Regions from separate parts of the Mus musculus genome. Here region 1 is linked to region 2. Evidence: chromatin contacts called from public promoter capture Hi-C data. All regions are on one chromosome and are shown on one strand. Each heading gives the region's core, a stretch centred on a gene start, on an enhancer-like site or on the middle of the called end of the contact. The rest is flanking DNA. Distances are from core to core; before and after follow the strand shown. Region 1 holds the start of Marchf8 (membrane associated ring-CH-type finger 8). Region 2 holds the start of Rpl32 (ribosomal protein L32).

Region 1 (2,742 bases), core at 11-2,510, 530 kb after region 2:
TTTCTTCCCACTTCCTGTTTGTTCCCTTGTTTGGACAGATGCAAGATTTTGGTCTCAGGACTCAGAGCTTTGTTTTAGATGAAGAGAGGCTTCAGAAATCTCTTGGGTAGGGAATCCTTGTGTTAGGAGACTCTAGCTTTGCCTAAATAATATTTCCAGCTCCACAACTACTCAGACACTTCTAGAACTTGGAAATCTTTGTCACTTCGGATGGCAGGCTCCCACACCCCCAAATCACTTAATTGACTCTTCTTGCCCATGTACGACACTAATGGAAGTTTAGTCCTGCCTTATAGGAAAGCCTGCCACCAGGGCAGGAGGATTCTCTCAGGTTGTAGCTGCTGCTTCCCACAGCAAAAATCTGCACGAAAAAAATTCACCATTCCATCTTCTAGATGAATGTTGCTTTCAAGGTGATCTACAGGAATGGACCCATTTTTTGCTTTGCTACATGGATCCAGATGTTTTGTCTCCTGACAGTTTGCTCTCTAAACAGCATAGTATGCAAACTGACCAGCATATTTGAGTATGCTGAGTAACCTGATTAGCTAAACCAACAGACTTACTTCTAGACAATAGAAAATCGTGGAGTACTGCAGGGATTGCCTTACAAATCTCTCATGAATTTAAAAAAAAATACCTTGAATGTACCGTGTAATAAAGATTATTGGATAAATAAAACTGCCAGTGGCCAAAACCTCTCCTTCTGTAAGATGTGACTTAGGAAAATTAGAATGTCAAGAAATTGTAAAAGTTAGGAATGATAGCTTCTGAGAGAATCTTTGGGTCCAACCAACAGTACTGTGGTGGGGACAAGTCACAACACCAGTGTACAGGTATAATCAGGGATGAGTTTAATGTAGACAAAGTAGAGTCAAATACGTCTTGTCTACATGGACAGAAATATCCTCATAAAAATTATGAATACCATATTTACATATCCATACCATATACACTCAGAGTCTCTCTAGGTTAGGGAGTGAGAGAAAAAACAAAACAAAAAACCCTGCTCGTCCATACACACAAACGTTTTACCGCGTAGTTCTCGCTCCCACTTCATTTGCTAGCGCACCGGAAGGTTTACCTTTCTCTACACTGAGAAGGTGAAGCCGGGCGGAGTCTACCAGCAGCCTCACCCAGCGCCAGTCTACCAGGCGGCCGCCGCCGCTACCCCGCCTTCCCAGCGCCCCAGGTCGCCAAAGCAACGCTTTTAGCCTGAGGCGCGGCGGGGCACGTGACCGGCGCGTCACGTGACCGGTCAGTCGGCGTCCTCTCGCTGGGTGGTGTAGGCTGCGCGCTGACCCAGCGGCCCTGCTGCGTCCGGCCCGGGTCATGCAGGAAGCGGGCCGCGCGTGGAGCTCCGCGCCCACCTGAGCTGCTCGCGCCGAGGTGCGGCGTGGCGGGGCCGCGCGCTCCGGGCCACCAGGGGTGTGGCCGCTGGGAGGCCGCGACAGGTGGGTGCGCGGAGGTCTCGGGCCGGGGAGAGGCCGCGTGCTGCGGGGCGGGGTCCGGTCACCCTATCGGCGGGCGGCCGAAGGTCTCGGGCTCTCTCAGGTGAAGTCCTGCCCGGGCTGGGCTGTGAGGGCGCGCACCGGGCAACCCTCCCTCCCTGCCTCTGCTTCAGTCTCCGCGTCCGTCCGAGATGGAAGTGTGGATTCCTGGTGTCTGAGTGCCTGACGTGGCGTCTGGACGGTGCTGCTCTAGTAGAAGCGCTGGAGGCAAAGCGTAGGTAGGCTGCTTTACATTTTAATCGCCGCCCATTTGCTCGTCTTTAAAAATGTTTTTTTTTTTTTTTTGGACTCCTTCATCTGAGTCAAGTTTTTTTAAATAGGGAATTTATTAGGGGAGGATTATAATGGCTCACGTTCTTCTCACGTATCTTTAACGCAGCTAAACCTCCCTTAAAAAGAAAACACGCTTCTCTGAAAGCCCATTTGAAAAAAAAAAAAAAAAAAAAAACAACAACAAAGGAAGAAAGAAAGCCAGCCCTTTTCTGCTTCTTTGTCTCCCCCACGTAAAGACACACAGTGGTCATACAGCTGTCAAGATTTATTATGAAGTGGTTTTTTTTTTTTTTTTTTGTCGTTTTATGTTTTTGTTAATTTGATGATGTCTCAAGATACGTATGAAGTATGGCCCTTCCCATTATTTTTTTTTTTCTTTATTTTGTTCGATTATATGTTATGCAATTAGAGAAATAATAAATATATAACTTATCTCTTGGAAAAAACAGCAGTATTTCTGATCAGCCCCAGGAGGGACTGCAATCGTGCTTCTATATAGTAGACTTCACATGTACTTGCTTGGTTAGTTACTCAAAATGGGAGTGGAATACTTCATTTAGAATACTCAAATCACGTGCTGTGAAAAAGAATGTATGAACTATACATGGAATGATGTGGACACTTTTTTTTTTAAAAACTAAATGTTGAAAATCTGAAGCAAGAAAATTTTGCATTTTGAGAGATTCAGTGTGTGAGACCCTATGTTCAATAAAATCAAACGAAATATCCTGTTGGATGCAGTGAATGAGGGTATGCAGAGTGTGAAATTACTGAGGAAGTTAAAATAAAGAGCCATGTGTACTTTCCTAACTTCTTGTTTCTGGAGACTTTATTGATAAGAGATGTACTGAACTTTGATGTTAGCAGGGAAAATCGCTGGGCACGGTGGCGCACTGTGATCCTGGCAGTGGGAAGATAGAGGCAGAGAACACATTTTAAAAAGTTTGTCCTTTGTGAG
Region 2 (2,711 bases), core at 47-2,546:
TGATCTGCAGGCCCAGAGAGAGGTCTTAGCAGTTGAGAGCACTGGCTGCTCTTCCAGAGGTTCAATTCCATGCATGCATGTGCCTGGTGTGCAGACAAAACCCCAAAGATCTTTAAAATACAGGGTCAGGGTGCAGAGATGACTTAAAAGTGCCTGCTGTCAGACAAACTAAATCTGACCTGGACCCACAAGACAGGAAGGAGAGAATCAACTCCTTAAAGTGATTCTCCCTGCCCTTCAAACGCATAAATATAAAACAAAGTGTCATCTTTAAAATGAACTTTTTAAAATGCAGAGACAAGCGATAACGAGAAATGTGTGCTCAGGTCTTAACCCCCACCCCAGAACCACATACCTTAATTTTCACATATCGGTCTGACTGGTGCCTGATGAACTTCTTGGTCCTCTTTTTGACGATCTTGGGCTTCACCAGAGGCCGGAGGGCAGCCATGATGCCTTTTGACAAAAGTCAGACCCAAGTTAGTAAAGAAACTGGGAGGTGGGGCTGCGTCTCAGGCCTTCAGTGAGTAATGTTGCAGAGTGTCTTCCAATCACCAGCTACCGAGCAAACTGGGAATGGAATGGGTACCTCTGCTAGGCTTGCTCTCCCTCTTGCTTCCGAAGCTGGAAGAATACTAGCTACTCTCCAGACGCGATCCCAAGAGGTCAGTGGTTCATCTCACCCACTCCGAACCTCAAAGAACCGCAACCGATCTTACAGAACCCCAGCCAGGTCTCTCTGGTGGCGAAGGAGCGGCAAATCCCGCTCCACTAAGCTTCGTTATGTTTGAAGTGTTGCGCCCTTAAATACGCAAAGCCACCATGCACTCCTAACACGCCACCAGTCCGTCTGTCCCTCCCGGTCGTCTCAGAGCACCAACCAAAGGGTGCCTTCTCTGCTCCCCGCGCAGACAACCTGCTCCGCCGGGCTTGCGCTTCAGAAAGCATTTCTGCTCACTGGCGAGCGGCGGCAGCTCCCTGACTTAAGATTTCGGATTCGCCGCAGAAAAAGGCTGCTAACAAGCTAAGCAGAAAGCGGCGGGTGCCGTCCGAAACTCTCGGGCCGCATGGCAGCAAGCCCGCCCTGGCCGATGCCGGCCCCCGGGCAGACTCCGGAGCAGCGCCAGTGGCCAGGCCCGCGCGCGCTCGCCACTACCACGCTGGTGCGGAGGCCGCCGCCGAGGCCTCCCCACCCGGAGACGGGGTCCCGTCGAAGCCGCGGGCGGCGGATGGCCGCCGATACAGACTCACCGTAAAACAGATGGCAGCCACCTCGTAGGCAGCGCCGAGGAAGAAGGAAGAGGCGGCGGCGGCGCGCAAGGTATGATGGGACGGAGTCTTAGGTCCTGGCAGAGAAAAGGGAAGCACTTCCGGCTCTGGGTCCTCTAAAGAAAACTAAGATGTGCCTGAGAAATGATACTGAAAAAAACCCTAGTGGACTAGTGTTCTGTAGTAGACATTAACATCTTAGAGTGAACTAAAATTTATTTTTCTCTTGGGACTACTTAAGAAATTTGGGTTTTTTGTTTTTTTTTGAGCTAAGACCTGCTAGGTGGGCATTTATTTCCGCCCTAAGTGGAAGCCCAATAGCTTTTTAAATTGTTGGTTCCCGAGGGTGCCTCCTTGAGGCTGGGAGGTAGCAAAACAGAGACTCTTCGAAGATCCTTAGGCGGTTGGTTGAGCAAATGTCCTAAAACTTCCTAATATACAGATGTGCAAACCCCTGCTTATGAAGTGCTACTGAGCCTCCTCGCGACTTCTGTATGTTTAAATCTTCTCTACTTATGGTATGTACCTAATGTATTAATAAGTGATGGGTTAGCCGGGCGGTGGTGGCTCATGCCTTTAATCCCCGCACTTGGGAGGCAGAGGCAGGCGGGTTTCTGAGTTCGAGGCCAGCCTGAGCTACAGAGAGGGTTCCAGGACAGCCAGAGCTACACAGAGAAACCCTGTTTCGGAAAAAAAAAAGTGATAGGTTGATAATATTGCTAAGAAAATAGTCTATTGGCTGGGTGTGGTGGTGCACATTTTTTAATAACAGCACTTGGGAAGCAGAGGTAGGTCGAGTTTAGTCTATTTTGCTTATCTTTTGTTTTACAGATCATTGTGAAAACTCTATAATCTTAGGAGGAAATAAAACCAAACCTGAGCTGGGGAGGTGGCTTGGTGGAGCACTGTTGCTCTTTCAGAGGACTGGCATTTAGTTCCCAGGAACCAAGCGTTGCTTCACAACCTTGTTAACACCAGCCCTAGGGGATCAGATGCCCTTTTCTGTAGGCGCTACATGCATGTGGTACATACTCATACATGCAGGCAAAACACTCAATCACATAGAATAAATCTCATTTTTTAAAGATTTATGTATATGAGCACACTGTAGCTGTCTTCAGACACACCAGAAGAGGGCATCAGATCCCATTACAGATGGTTGTGAGTCACCATGTGGTTAGGAATTGAACCCAGGACCTCTGGAAGAGCAATCAGTGTTCTTAACTGCTGAGCCATCTCTCCAGGCCCCACCCCAGTCCCACCCTTTGTTTTGTTTTGTTTTGTTTTAAGACAGGGTTTCTCTGTGTAAGCCTGACTGTGGTCGAATTCACTCTGTAGACCAGGCTGGCTGGAGATCTTCCTGTCTCTGCCTCCCAAGTGCTGAGATGTAAGGTGTCACCACTGCCCAGCAGACTAAATTAAAAAATTTTCAAACTTTGTAC

What was found. Capture Hi-C pulls out chosen DNA fragments and counts their contacts.
Region 1: a contact with region 2 is called in a promoter capture Hi-C map of liver, with 4 times the contacts expected there. The contact joins the promoter of Marchf8 here to the promoter of Rpl32 in region 2. A contact is called at or near these places in 1 of 39 promoter capture datasets (neutrophils), 1 of 115 datasets of contacts at active chromatin or transcription factors (pancreatic cancer cells) and 1 of 9 other capture datasets (liver).

What each region holds. Positions count from the first base shown.
Region 1 is chr6:116,336,762-116,339,503 of GRCm38.p6, forward strand. Marchf8 (membrane associated ring-CH-type finger 8) reads left to right here and starts at 1,261. Exons shown (of 8, transcript NM_001302383.1): 1 at 1,261-1,454; 2 at 1,625-1,729.
Region 2 is chr6:115,807,447-115,810,157 of GRCm38.p6, forward strand. It overlaps Rpl32 (ribosomal protein L32), which reads right to left and starts at 1,297. Exons shown (of 4, transcript NM_172086.2): 1 at 1,252-1,297; 2 at 356-456. The coding sequence starts at 451. It overlaps Snora7a (small nucleolar RNA, H/ACA box 7A), which reads right to left and starts at 657; the gene lies at 529-657.